Regions from separate parts of the Mus musculus genome. Here regions 1, 3 and 4 are each linked to region 2. A link is a contact called in public Hi-C and HiChIP or PLAC-seq data. All regions are on one chromosome and are shown on one strand. The core of a region is the stretch at or near the end of the contact, and the rest is flanking DNA. Distances in the headings are between cores, read along the strand shown.

Evidence for each region. A called contact is a pair of places that touch in the nucleus more often than the background predicts. HiChIP or PLAC-seq counts read pairs in DNA pulled down with a chosen protein or histone mark.
Region 1: a contact with region 2 is called in an HNF4G HiChIP or PLAC-seq map of pancreatic cancer cells. The contact joins two enhancer-like sites. A contact is called at or near these places in 1 of 15 datasets of contacts at CTCF or cohesin (the NIH/3T3 cell line), 5 of 484 Hi-C or Micro-C datasets (muscle stem cells, nephron progenitors and uterus), 2 of 115 datasets of contacts at active chromatin or transcription factors (fibro-adipogenic progenitors and pancreatic cancer cells) and 1 of 9 other capture datasets (embryonic stem cells).
Region 3: a contact with region 2 is called in a Hi-C map of the NIH/3T3 cell line, with 3 times the contacts expected there. The contact joins two enhancer-like sites. A contact is called at or near these places in 1 of 15 datasets of contacts at CTCF or cohesin (the NIH/3T3 cell line), 3 of 484 Hi-C or Micro-C datasets (the NIH/3T3 cell line, nephron progenitors and uterus) and 2 of 115 datasets of contacts at active chromatin or transcription factors (embryonic stem cells and fibro-adipogenic progenitors).
Region 4: a Hi-C map of nephron progenitors shows a contact between it and region 2, with 2.1 times the contacts expected there. The contact joins two enhancer-like sites. A contact is called at or near these places in 1 of 39 promoter capture datasets (the 3T3-L1 cell line) and 4 of 484 Hi-C or Micro-C datasets (the 3T3-L1 cell line, 3T3-L1-derived adipocytes, embryonic fibroblasts and 1 more).

Annotation. Positions count from the first base shown.
Region 1 is chr4:105,929,825-105,933,183 of GRCm38.p6, reverse strand. No RefSeq gene overlaps it. Among named protein-coding and RNA genes, the nearest start is that of Gm29922, 86 kb to the right of the region's middle. Within about 2 kb of position 1,918, at least 7 of the 459 cell types and tissues checked have an H3K27ac peak or open chromatin away from gene starts, as enhancers often do. A contact at or near this core is called in pancreatic cancer cells, where this site is marked.
Region 2 is chr4:105,639,887-105,643,185 of GRCm38.p6, reverse strand. No RefSeq gene overlaps it. Among named protein-coding and RNA genes, the nearest start is that of Gm29922, 200 kb to the left of the region's middle. Within about 2 kb of position 1,340, at least 52 of the 459 cell types and tissues checked have an H3K27ac peak or open chromatin away from gene starts, as enhancers often do. A contact at or near this core is called in the NIH/3T3 cell line, fibro-adipogenic progenitors and pancreatic cancer cells, where this site is marked.
Region 3 is chr4:105,896,665-105,899,884 of GRCm38.p6, reverse strand. No RefSeq gene overlaps it. Among named protein-coding and RNA genes, the nearest start is that of Gm29922, 53 kb to the right of the region's middle. Within about 2 kb of position 1,529, at least 19 of the 459 cell types and tissues checked have an H3K27ac peak or open chromatin away from gene starts, as enhancers often do. A contact at or near this core is called in the NIH/3T3 cell line and fibro-adipogenic progenitors, where this site is marked.
Region 4 is chr4:106,093,764-106,097,202 of GRCm38.p6, reverse strand. No RefSeq gene overlaps it. Among named protein-coding and RNA genes, the nearest start is that of Gm26047, 24 kb to the left of the region's middle. Within about 2 kb of position 2,167, at least 39 of the 459 cell types and tissues checked have an H3K27ac peak or open chromatin away from gene starts, as enhancers often do.

The DNA of each region.
Region 1 (3,359 bases), core at 669-3,168, 290 kb before region 2:
TGACCATGTCACCCTGGGTGGCCTGGAACTCTCTGTGTAGATAGTGCTGTCTTTGAATGATCCACCTGCCTCTGCCTCCTGGAGTTGGGCTCCTCTGGGCTCCATTCCTGAGAGTTGGGGTCAAAGGTGTGCCCCACCCCTCTGGGCTCCACCTCATCTACCTAAAAGCTATGCTCACCCATGGCCTTTCTTGAAGGGCCAGGTTGAAATTAGACCTTTTCTGGGTTTCACCCCCTTCCACATTATGTTTATTTGTTTCCAGATTGTTTGTTTATTTCTGAGAATATAGCCTTAATAAAGTGCTCACATACAATATTTTGTTTTATGGTTTTCCAAACTAAGACAGCTCAAGAAAGAAATGACTGGGCATGTGATTCATGCTGCACTGGATATGGAGACCGGCTGGCGAAGAACTGGCAAAATTATTAAGTTCTCTGATTTGTGGATGTTGTCTGTATTTCAAATTATGCCAAACTTTAATTAATTTCTCTCAGTAATATTTTAGGGTTTTCTGATGACAAATGAGTCTTGTAATTCTTTTATTCAAGTAACCCATATGTATTTGATTTTTCTTAAATAATATTTATAAAATAATTTTATTGTATATTGATATTGTGATCTATTTATCCTAACAATTTTCCATATGTTCAGTTAGATTGTCTATATACTTATTATGTTGTCTAAAAGTCTATTTATCTCTTTGCCATTTTTATGGGTTTTTCTCTTAGTTTTGCCTTATTGTGAATCTTCCAACATAAGGCTGAATAGAGGATGCAAACAGCAAATTCCAGCCCCTTGGACACTGTGGCCATATGATTCCTTACAGTTCAACTCTTTAGCAGGGGCATATTTTAGGGCAAGAAATAACCTTTGTTGTATTGAACATAAACTTTATATGTTGCTTACATTTTTTATGAACCTATGGAAAGTATGTAATATATTTATTGTCACCTATGGAACCTATGAATTTTTGACTTAGTGTATATCCCAATTATAATATATGTAATATATTTATACATTTATAATATATTACGTATATTTATATATAATATACCATTACATATAAATTGTATTTAACATTTGTATATATGGTATGTAATAAAATTTATGCATTTCTGATTTTGTATATATGTGTGTGTGCTTGTATGTATGCAACTATATACAAATCAGAAAATGGATGTGAAGTGTTTTTATTATTTAATTTAGACAATTTTGCATTCAGTACTTAGTATTATTTTTTTAAAAATGGATTATGATGTCTATATGTGCACATAATGTGTTTGTGTAGATGCACATATACAAGTCAGTAAATTCTCTTCTTCCACGTTTATGTGAGTGCCAGGAATAGAATTCAAACTCAAGTTGTTAGGCTTACAAGGCAGGCACCTTTAATCTCTGAGCCATCTTGCTGTCCCTGGTGTTCAGTATTCTTGCTTAGAGAATCTATAATGTATTCTATATAAGAAAACTACAGAAATAAAATAGAATGATGTCTAAGGAATTATTATGTTAAAAATCTCCTATGTGTAGGAATGGAAAGATGGCTCAGCACTAAGTACTTGCTAAGCACTTGCTGAGGACCAGACTTTGGACATCGGAGTCTAAGTAAAAGCCATGCACATTCCCACAAATGCTGTAACCCCAACACTGAGGAGGTCCCACTAGTAAGAACTCTGTGGTGTGCTGCCTGCCAGCACAGCAGAGGAAAACCTCCCACAAAAATCTGTGAGCTCCAGGCTCAGCAAGAGTCCCTGTCTCAAAGAAACAAGACATAGAGTGGTACAGGAGGTCACCAGACTCCCTGCTCTGGGTTCTGTGTGTACTGAACAAACATGCACACACACAACACACATGCACACACTCCTTGCTGGGAGCCAATCAATCCAAGGCTTTCCCAGAGGCCCTGATAGAAGGACAATGTAATGCCAGTTCTGTGTGCTCGCACAGAACAGACTTGGCAAGGTTGGGACTGGGGCTTGGGTCAGGGCATTGAAGAAGATAAATTCTCCACTCCTGTGAACCTAGCTTTTTCCGATGGGGGGCTGTGGCTATCTGTCCTAAGGCAGTTGTGTCTGAGGTATCTTGTGGGTTTTTTTCTTTTTTTGAATTGCTGATTCATTTTTCTGCTGATCATTGCCCATTCCCTCCCTGCAAATAGTTTATGAGATGCTGTTGTCCTTAACAAACTTGCTTAGCGTGAGCCATCAGCTTCTGCGCGACCCCCGTGTCCCATCTTTTGCTTTGTCCTCTCTATTTCTCATTCCCTGTCCTCCCCTCAACTCCTGCCCTGGGGACCTCCGGGCATCGCTGAGTTTGGGGACGCTCAATGCTGTTTGTGATCTGACCCTTTTCAGACCATCATTTCCAAGTTATGGCTCAGCTTTCCCTACTCAAAGCACCCACTTCCTTATTCCTGCGGGTTCCCATCAGTTTCTCGACTCTGATGAACTTGGTTAAGGACCTGCAAGTTCACTCTTATTTATTACATTTTTTTTTCATTTTCAGTTCAATGAGTTTCTCAGGAGCTATGAGGACAGAGTAATACATGTCTTATATGTTCAGCACTATATATGAAGTTCTAATCTTATACTAACATAGACTTACTACCTATGGACCCCTACCTAAGATAAGAGATCACTGCAGTGTTGAGACACAAATCTCCCATTTATTCATTCACTGATTTAGCTGTGTGAGAAAATGTTTGTTTGAGGGCATACTATCTACCAGTACTTGCACTAGTCATATTCCATCTTACATTTTCTTTAATTCTTTTATAATGTGTGTGTGTGTGTGTGTGTGTGTGTGTGTGTGTTTAAGAAGACACCAATAATTTGAGAATGAGGTGGGGGGGGCATAGGCACAGTTGGCCGGGGAGGAGGAGGGATAGAACTGATGTACAGTATTCATGTATAAAATTCTCAGAAAACAAAATAAATTAGCAGCGACAACAAAATCCACGAAATGAGAGCGATGCTTCACAAAATCTAACTGGGATGAAGAGAAGGAGCATAGCGGGGAGCAGCCTGATGGGGGCGTGGCCCCTGGCTGGGCAGATCTGAAGGGTTGGCATGCTTCTCTGGAGATGAACATTGTTCTACAGGGTTCTGTTAGAAGCTCCTAATTTTGGGTAAAAACAGGAATAAACTTCCAACATGAACCATCTAACAGCAGCAGGGGCAGCCTCAGAGCTCTGAGCACTTGCCTCCTGTACTTCAGCACAGCCTGCACTGAGGCCCAGCCTGCTTCTCAGGGGCTCATAGTCCCGCACTGGCAATGGCACGCTGTGTTGCAACCCTGCTTCTCAGGAGCTCATAGTCCCGCACTGGCAATGGCGCGCTGTGTTGCAACCCTGCTTCTCA
Region 2 (3,299 bases), core at 91-2,590:
CACGTGATAAAACCAAAACAAAACCCAGAACCACTCACTCGAAGCCAAAGCCCACGGACATAGCAACCTATAAGAAAGTTTTCTTTGCCCACAGAAGCATCTGTGGAATAAAGTATTGCCTGGGGAAGACCAGCAAGGGCAGGCTGAAGAGCCTTGGGCTTCATCAGGTAGGTGTCATCTGCTTTGCCTTTGAGCTTCAGGTCTCCCACCACAGTGCTAGCCACATGGTCATCTTTCTCTGGTTCTGAGCTCTCCGCTAAGAGTAATTGCAATACAGCTGTGGGCACCTGGGAGAACCTCTGGAGCACACCCTCAAATGCACAGTATTATTCCAGGTGACTAGAAGGTTAAAGAACTAAATAAATGAGGTTGAGTTTGTTGCATTTTATAAAATGGCATTGGTGGTGCAGCGGAAGGGAGCACCTCAGCAGGCCCTGCCAAGTGCTCCCCCTGAGGAATCACCCATGTCGCAGGCCTAATATAAAAGGAAGTTTATTTGGGACCTGGAGAAGCAGGTAGAGGTAGAGAAAGGAGTGGGACAGAAAGGACAGAAAGAGAAAGGAGAGGGGGGAGAGAGGGGAGGGAGAGAGAGGGGGAGAGGAGGAAGAGGAGGAGGAGGAGGAGGAGGAGGAGGAGGAGAGAGAGAGAGAGAGAGAGAGAGAGAGAGAAGCTGAGTTTAGCTGAGAGAGATCATAAATAAATATTCACTTTATAGGTAAAAGATTTAATTGTGATGATTATAGTGAGAACAGGTTATTATTTAACCATTAGCTATGTGCTGAGAGTATTGACCCACTCAATCTATTCATCCATCTTTCTATCTGTCTGTCTCTCCAACTATCTATCTATCCATCCATCCATCCATCCATCCAACCATCCATCCATCATCATTTATATACTCTGTATAGCCTGCAATGAGAGAAGCCATCCTAAGGTTGAGGAAACTGAGACAAAGTATGACTGGTTATGGTTCAAGGTCACAGCTGACAAGACCCCAAGTTAAGATTTGAAGCCAGTTTTCAATTACTTAGCACCATTCAGGTACACCACACCATTCTGCATTCCTAAGCTTCAGTGTAGTTCTGCTCATGTTCAAGGTCACACTGCAAGGCAGTGGAACAAGATGGAACAAGATGGAACTTGAACAGATCTGAACATCCAGGACGCAGAGCAAAGAGAGAGAGGGGACCTCTTAGGTGAGGGGCCTATCCCAACCCAACACCAAAAGAAGCAGAAAATGTCCCTGAACCAGGCACTCTTGCATTTTCCTGCCTCCAAGTGTCCAAACACCAGTGGCTAATTTCGTAACTCATCAGGAATTCTTCTTTGGTTACACAGGCCACAGCTCCTGGTCCAAGTTACATATATCCTGTCAACATGTTTATTCACATGGAGAGAGGCTCCTCTCCAGTTGGCGCCTGAGTTGTCACAACTACAAGAAAAGATGAGAAAAGCTTCAAGAAGTGAACAGAGGCCAAGAAAAAGTGAGCTGGTTGTGAAAGCAGTGGCCCCGAGAAAGCCTGGTCCCATTGTGGATCCCAAGAACTTCCAAGCCAGAAGGATACCGTGACCCAACAGTCACAGGGAATGAAGCTTCAGAAAAGAGCCAAGCACTCTATTAATCGCTTCACTGAAGTTGTATGATTAATGTCTAATAAGAGTCCAAGATGTGGTGAGTCTAAGTAATAGGTGAGAAAAACAAGGGTTCAGAGAGAAGATGTGACTTGTCCAGAGTAAAGCTGAGTCAAGTCCTAACTGCCCAGTTCTTACACCTATGTTCTGAGCTCAAAAGTCATAGCTCATAGAAGATTCTGACTTTCCTGAAAAACCACATGGCTATCCATCCACAGCCAGTATCCTGCGTCCTGTGTCTATCAAAAATCAAAACAAAACAAACAAACAAACAAATAAACAAACAAACAAAAAACAAGAGTTACCTGTCTGTCAGAGAGCCAGGCCATTACTTAGTAGAAATCAACTCAGTATTTATTTCATCAGTACCTCTTAACATTTTGCCCTCCATTATCCTGGGATGGGTTTTGTTCAAACATCCCTTTCCACAGCTCAATAAATATGCACACAAAACTAAAGAGCTTAGCTTTCCATGAAAAGGCAGTGTAAACATCTGGCAGGCTTCCTGGGTCTCAGCTTCCTCCGGCTGGGTCTAAGTGCACAACGTGAGTATATTTGGATTGCAACAGCGGAGGCTGAGCTAGACATTACTCACCCTGTGCAAAAGCACACCAGCCCCCAACTGGAGCGAGGGAAACACAAGTGCTCTTGTTTGATGACCAAAATCTAAACAAACCATTTGAGGTTTGGGGTTCAAGAAAATTTTCAGAGATGCAGTTCCCACATATTCAGTATGAGTGTGTGTAAGGGGGCCTGCATCCATGTGCTTGTGCATCTCTCTCCCCTCTCCCTCTCTTTCTCTCTCTCTGTCCCGCTCTCTTTCCCTCCCTCCCTTCCTCCCTCCCCTCTCGTGTGTGTGTGTGTGTGTGTGTGTGTGTGTGTGTGTGTATTCACTTAAATATTGTCTGAAGTAAGTTAGGATACAAATCTAAATATCTAAAAATAATTTTTAGTAACTAAATGTGGAGATGAAATTGCCTTTATGTATACATTTTGTGGAGAGAAAAATTGCCTTTTATCTACATATTTGTGGAGGTTTGAGTGAGAACACCCCCCACATAGGTTCATATATTTGAATGTGCTATATAGGTCAGACTGGCCTCGAACTTGCAGAGATCCCCTTGCCTCTGCCTCTGGAATGCTAGGACTAAAGCTGTATACCACTATGCCCTGCTGAAAATTGCCTTTAAAAAGTTTTGATGTGAAATGAGGGAAATTCTGGTGTGGATCTCCTATACGTAGTAACATTTGGAAAATAGTCATTGAGCCAGTCAAGTTTTAATACCATGTGAGTAACTTAGGACTCAGTGAAGCCACCCAGTTCTCATTTGTAAAGTAACAGTATTATTAGGATCATGTAAACTTGCCTTCAGAGAGGAGGAATTTACAAAATTATGTAGAAACTTTATCAACTGTAGAGTGCTCTACAAAGGCCAGAGGTTTATTTATTGCTATTTTCCTTGGTACCTTTTCCCCCATGACTTGTCCCAACCAATCTCTTGAAGCTCCTTGGCAATAAAGAGACCCCAGGAAGATCTCTCCAGGGGCATTCCCTTCTCCCAACCACCATAGTTTTGATAAAAATATGTGTATCCGATGGGTTTAGTTATAAAGAAGGGAATGAAAAATCTTGAGCTAGTCATATTTTAAAAGCACAAGTCAAACAG
Region 3 (3,220 bases), core at 280-2,779, 260 kb before region 2:
AAAGCACCCCCCCCCCCCCGGCACAAGTCTTCTTTGGATAGAAGGCCAGAGGCACATGGTTATTTTCTTTTGACAACTGTCCAGTCACACATACTCTGAGAAGCTACTAAAAAAGAAGTTTGAGTAGGGCCCTGGAGAGTGAGCAGGAGCCCTCTGTGTCACAGGAGTCAGTCATAACTTTCTGAGAATAGTGAACTCAGAAAGATTTTGTTTGTTTGGTTTTTTTTAGTTCATGGTAGAAGAATGTAGAGGTTGGAAAGATGAGGCAGACAAAGAAATGCAGAGGCTTCTAAACTCAACCAGTAAGGTGTCAAGGATGTCAACTGATCCCAGGAATGTCCTCACAAGAACACAGATATAGGCTCAAGGCGTGAAGCAAAGCACAAGGAGTGGCAGATCACAGGTGTTTGGCCACATCTTCATGTAATTCGCTTATGATTTTGGGGTCTACTTGAGCCCCATGTCCTATCATCTTCCAGACTGTGAAACCCCAACATTATGGCCTGGTAGAGTAGACATTTGGTTTGTGATAACCCTCCAGCTCTCATGGTAATGTGGACATGGTTAAGGGGCCTAGCAAACACATAAGTAGATGCTCACAGTCAGCTATTGGATGGAGCACAGCGCCCCCAATGGAGGAGCTAGAGAAACTATCCAAGGAGCTAAAGAGATCTGCAACCCTGTAGGTGCAACAACATTATGAACTAACCAGTAGCCCGGCGCTCTTGACTCTAGCTGCATATGTATCAAAAGATGGCCTAGTCGGCCATCGCTGGAAAGAGAGGCCCATTGGACTTGCAAACTTTATATGCCCCAGTACAGGGGAATGCCAGGGCCAAAAAAATGGGAATGGGTGGGTAGGGAAGTGGAGGGGAGGGTATGGGGGACTTTTGGGATAGCATTGGAAATGTAATTGAGGAAAATATGTAATAATAAAAATATTAGAAAAAAAAACAGTAACAAGCCTGAGAGATAGAGATGGAGAGAAAGGGACAAGGGGGAGAATGGTTTGAAAGGAGTAGGCATGATACCCCCAGGGAGAAGTAGAGGCAAGTTCAGGAGCACTGGTCCAAGACAGATGAAGCCAATAGGAATGATAGAATCATTGAGTTACAATCTTGGGTGGGATAATAAGACACATTAAAATGTGTTGAGTGTGGAGAGGCTATTAGAAGTAGTATTTATGTTATTCAGAGAACAGCTGTAGACAGCATTTGGTGGTCAGAGGAACCTGCTAGTGGACATACCACTTGGTCTGTGATGAGGCTTGAAGGAATGAGAAAGGGATGTAGAAAAGCCATTGAGGGAAAAGGCCAAAATCCTGCAAATAATGCAACTTGGCTCCTGAGTTTGATTCACTATGGAGGAATTCACCCAAGGCCATTGGCCAACTGGAAGAGCCCAAAGGTCAAGGGCTGCACATTTTTTCATAGAGTTTCTCATTTATTTGAGCTTAAATGAGGCTAAATTCTTAGGGGAAATGAGCACATGCTAAGCATCTCCAAAACCAGGAGGCTTCATAGCCAGGAAACTACGTTGGTCCGATAGTAATACCAATGACTAATACAATACTCTTAGGTCTCCTGTGGTCTGAGTCCCAGGAATCCGAGCTGGCAACAACACAAATAGATGAAGGCAATTATGCAAGAGGTACCTCTGTGACTATCCCTAGAAAAATGATGAGAGGAGTTCCCACTGCAGTGGCCTTATCCACCTATTAGATAGATGTAAATTATCCTGTATGTGGTTAGTCTGGGCTACATCGTAACGATAGCTCTTTAACCACCAACCCCTCTTACTGGTTCTCCAAACACCTTGCTTTATCTTTTTGATTTACCTTTGCTGGGTCCAGACTCAGGACAAGTCATTTTGTAAGGATCCTATTGACCTTTTTAGTTCCAGATAGAAGTTTCTGCTACTGGAATGCTCCATCTTCCCTTGTTCTCCACAGCAACTGGGAATGCTTAATTGTCATAGTTGGGACCTTACAAAGAAACATGAATGGACTTGTTTTCCCCCCTTTATCTGACTGGACTTTCAAATAGAAAATTCAATATAATTGAGTTTGCAGATAGGAATTCCTAAGCTTCTACCACTGGGCCTTCTTGGCCAAAGGACGATCAGCCTATTGTGATAGGGAAATCATGGTGGCAGGAGCTTGAGACAGCTGGTTATATAGCATCCACAGTGACGAATGATGATGTTCAGCCAGCTTTTCCATTTTTATCCAGTCTAGGAATGCAACCCCATGGAATGGTGCAGACTACAGGAATAGTCTTCCCATTCAATTTACTTAATCTAGTTATTAATGGCTTTCAAGTATGCCCAGATCCTAGGTGATTCTAGATCTTGTCAGGTTGACAATCGATATTAACTATCACACTACAAAACGCGAGCTTGCTGGATATCTTAGAAAATGATCTCTTTGGTTGGCTTTTTTCCCCAATATCTTTTACAGGTGCAATATTAGAAGGAATATAAGTTACAGAGGTAAACACAAGTGGATTCAAATCCAAGGTCTACCAGTTGGTTTGTTCTTAATTCATTTAACATCTTTGAGATGACTTATTCTTTTACAAAATTCAGTGATTAATACTGATACTAGTGGGTTATTGTAAGGACTCGGGGGCCCAGTCTACATAAATCCAGCTCAGCTGGATGTCTCAACACTTACTATGTGCCATTTTGACACTAGTGCACATGGAGGATTCACTGCAAATTATTTTGAAAGTCAGGGAAAGTAGAAGTATGGTCTTGGGTAAATGTACCTTCTTCCTAGTTAGAAGATGAAGGAAGAGAGATGCAAATGGCTGGGCAATTCTGGTCTGCTCTGGATCTCTCAGGTACCTAGTAGGCTTAGTTCAGTCCATTTTAGAGTCAGTCAAAGCAAAGCAAAGCAAAGCAAAGCAAAGCAAAGCAAAGCAAAGCAAAGCAAAGCAAAGCAAAGCAAAGCAAAGCAAAGCAAAGCAAAACAAAACAAAATAAACAAAACCCCAATATCCAAAAGCATCTTTATAGAAAGGTAGATTCTTGAGGGCCATGAAAACTGGTTCCCCCCTGTGTTTGCCAAAGGAGACTTTGTTTTGTTTTGGACAAACTTGTGTGTGATCTGCTGCCCAGTAAAGCTGTTTCATTGATGCTCTTAGGAGTCTTCCAGAAGGACAAACTCTGTGATGCTGGTGATAGCCATGAACATCTGATGTGTGATTGCTCACTGAAT
Region 4 (3,439 bases), core at 918-3,417, 450 kb before region 2:
CCTCCCTTCAATGAACTGTAATTGAGATGTATAAGGCAACTGACCCCTTCTCTCCCCATGTTACTTTTGATCATGGCCTTTATTTTAATAGTAGGAAGCAATCTAAGACAGTGGAGTTGTCAGAACTATTGTAGGTAGGGAAGTTAACCCCAAACACACGATGAAATCCCATCCAGTCAGGGTAGTAGTTCTTCATTCCCAAAGATTTCAGGGTTCTGACTAGATCGTTGGCTGACTGTGCTCCCTGGAAGTGGTGTAGACCACAGGGTCAGCGTGGATCTGTGCTGGTGTAGGTTGAATAGTGACTCAGACTCCTATTCAATCTCACCTAAGCTTATCTTTCACAGTATTGTTAATCTTTCTCTATTGAGCAAGCCTGAAGTTGTCTGGGGAAGTATGACACACAGTAGGGCACATGGATCATTTGATTTCTGAGTATCGTGTTGCAGTGGATGATTTGTGAACTTCTGCACAAACTCGAATAGCTCTGTGCCCCATGCCCAATATTCTAAAAGGTCCTCTATCACGCCTCCTCCACAGTGTTTGTCCTTCACTCTTGTTCTTTCCGAGGCCCTGTCCATATTGGCCATTGGGACCACTGCAGGCCTCCCCAGTCAGCTCTGAAACCAGTTGGAAGGGCTCTGGTCTGGCTCTTCAGATACAGCAAGTTTAAGACCCAATTAGTGGAGAATCAGAGATCCAAGTGGGGTTGACTTGTTTACTTCCCCCCACCAGCTGAATTCCCCATCCCAGTTCTTGGGTTTTCATGAAAGGAAGCCAAGCTCACACACAGCTCCAGGCATCCCAGCAGGAGAAGAGGTGAGTCATTTACTTGTAGAGGAATTAGGGTCGGTAATGTCCCATTAATCTGGCTTCACCAGGAAATGAGCTGTGTCACCTAAGTACATTTTCCAATAACCAAAGCTTACCCTTTCATGTGCCAAAACTTGATTTAATCATTTTGCATGGAAGGCCTTCTAAAACTAATTACACGCTCCTTGCCCGTTGCAGTGGGTGAGGCTGCCCATTCTCTAACCTTTTCTTGAGGACACAAGAACCATTAATTCACCAGGCTATAAATTAAGAAAAGTAAGGTGCTATTTGTACGAATAATGCATTTCCTCATCTGTGCTGTGGATTTTGAGTTCTTCTGTCTTCTTTAATAATTGTATTCATTCTCTCCCCTCGACCCCCTGCATTTCTTCATTCTTTGTGGGTATTGTATGACAGCCAGCCAGGAATGGATTCTGGTGTCAGAGCTACATGCAGATTCTGGCTCTACTCTTCTGTCCACTGGGCTCCAGTGTCTTTGTGTGGAGTATGCATCCAAGTGAACTGTCACTGATTGTGTCTGGAAAGTCCAGTTCCCTCCTCACATCATTGGAAAGACCAGATACACAATGAATGTGATGATCCTCTATTGTGACCCTCACCCCTCAGGACTCAAGGCTGCTTAATAATAAGCACTGCTCCCATGGGTAGGTTTGCTTCTTGCTCTGCAGTTTTTCTACATTTTGATCCACAAACCTAATCTACAGAGGGTCCTCTCAGAGCTGCATGGACAAGCTTGCCACTGCCTTATTTGCTCTGTCTCCAGCCTCCAGGCATGTAACCCAAACCCAGATCTAGGGTAGGGATTGGGCACACTTTCCTCATTGTTAGAGGAAGCATCTCAGGTCTTCGGGGGAAGCAAAACGTCTAGAGTCAATCTCACAATCTGTTTCACATGTGGAGGTCCCAGGAGACGCATGCGGTTCTGTAGACTTTGGATCTTTAAAATGCTGGCATGCCACAGTCAAGTCCCACTTTGGATGCTTGCCCCAAGCTTTTCTGTGTTGAAGGAGAGCTGCAAGGGCCTCATTGCTCAACTCTTGGGGAATGGGGAGAAGGTATGTTCTCATTAAACAATTCACAAGCTCTCAGGGCTGCAAATAAAAACCATGACTCCCTCCCATGTTCCTCTTCCCATCCGATCCCCCACTTCCGTTGGCTTAGAAGCACTCCACCCTTCCTACAATGGGTAAAGCATGAACAACAAGTGGAAAATCAGGAGTAAGGGGCATGCTAGTTATTTTGTTAAAAAAAAATTAAGTCCCTAGAGCTAAAGCTAAAGCCACAGACTGACAGGGCAGGGTACGCCCCTGACAGCAACCTCCTGCCAAGGGTATTAGAATGCTGATTCATCTTCTTATGAAACGAAGAGCTCTCTAGAGAGCGGGCAAAGAAGGCAAGGAAAACAAGAGATTGCAAGGAAAAGGAAAGTGGGGAGAACTAAGAGGAGAAACTTATTGCGCAAATACCTAGCATGGGTGTGCACGTACGTGTACAGGTATGCGTATGTGTGCATGTACATGTAAATGCAGTGCTGTTTCATATAATGCAGACAGTTTTCATGGTTCTTATTTCCATCTTGCAAACTAGGAGACCAGTTTGAGAGAGAGTGATGTTTTCAAGTTACCCATTGGCGGATGAAGATTTTTTTCTTGGCAAGCAAAAGGGCGTAGACCTCCACTTCTCCCTCCCCTCCCCTTCCCGTGGTACAGAAAACAAGGGAAAGGAAAATAAGAAGGAAATGCCATGGTGACACATTCTTCAAGCCCTGTATCCCAGGCCACAGGTGTGGAAATTGCCACAACCTTTTCTGCTACAACACTTTACAACTGGTACATCTTGCCTCTTCCTTCCCCCCCCCACCCCCTTTCTTCCTTCTACAAGTGCTGCGTTTTTTGTTTGTTTTGTGTTTTGTTGTTGTTTTTGTTTGTTTGTTTGTTTGTTTTGTTTTTAGTCTCCTTTACTCTCAAAATGGGTGCAACAGTTTGTAGAGTGTTTATGGGCAGAGTTCAAGGAAACAAACCAGGACATTACAGCTTGGTTCTTTGTTTGTAAGTTCTTTTTGTAGCCCGTGCTTACTAAAATTGCAACAAAGTAACTCTGTCATTCTATATTTAGTTTCTGCCTCTTGGGTTTGACGTAGATCTTCCTCATCACTTTATCTCTGTGTCTTAGGAATCTTAGTAGATTAATGCAACCCAAGGATGTGGAAAGTAGAAATGATGTAACAAAAGCAATGAAAAGGGAGACATGCTGAATGGAATCGCACAGTACAAACTCAAGTTGCAAGGCTGTGCTGTTCTAGGCTCTGACATGCCTGCTTTAATGGCAGACTGAGCCATCTTCATGCTGACTGTAAGCTTTAATTCTCAATACAAGGATGTGTATAGAATACAGTGCTTGGGGGTTATAAGGCACGTGCAGGCATGATTCTTACAAGGTTAATTTGTGTTTCCTTGGAAGATTTTTTTTGTTTCTTTCACGTGACTAGCAACACCGAAAAATCCTGGTGTTTTTGTTGTTCTTGTTGTTTGTTTTCTGCTTTGTTTTGTTTTGGCAAGCATTTGTCATCAGAATTCTGTCACTGGCTCTTCATGTTCTCTACACA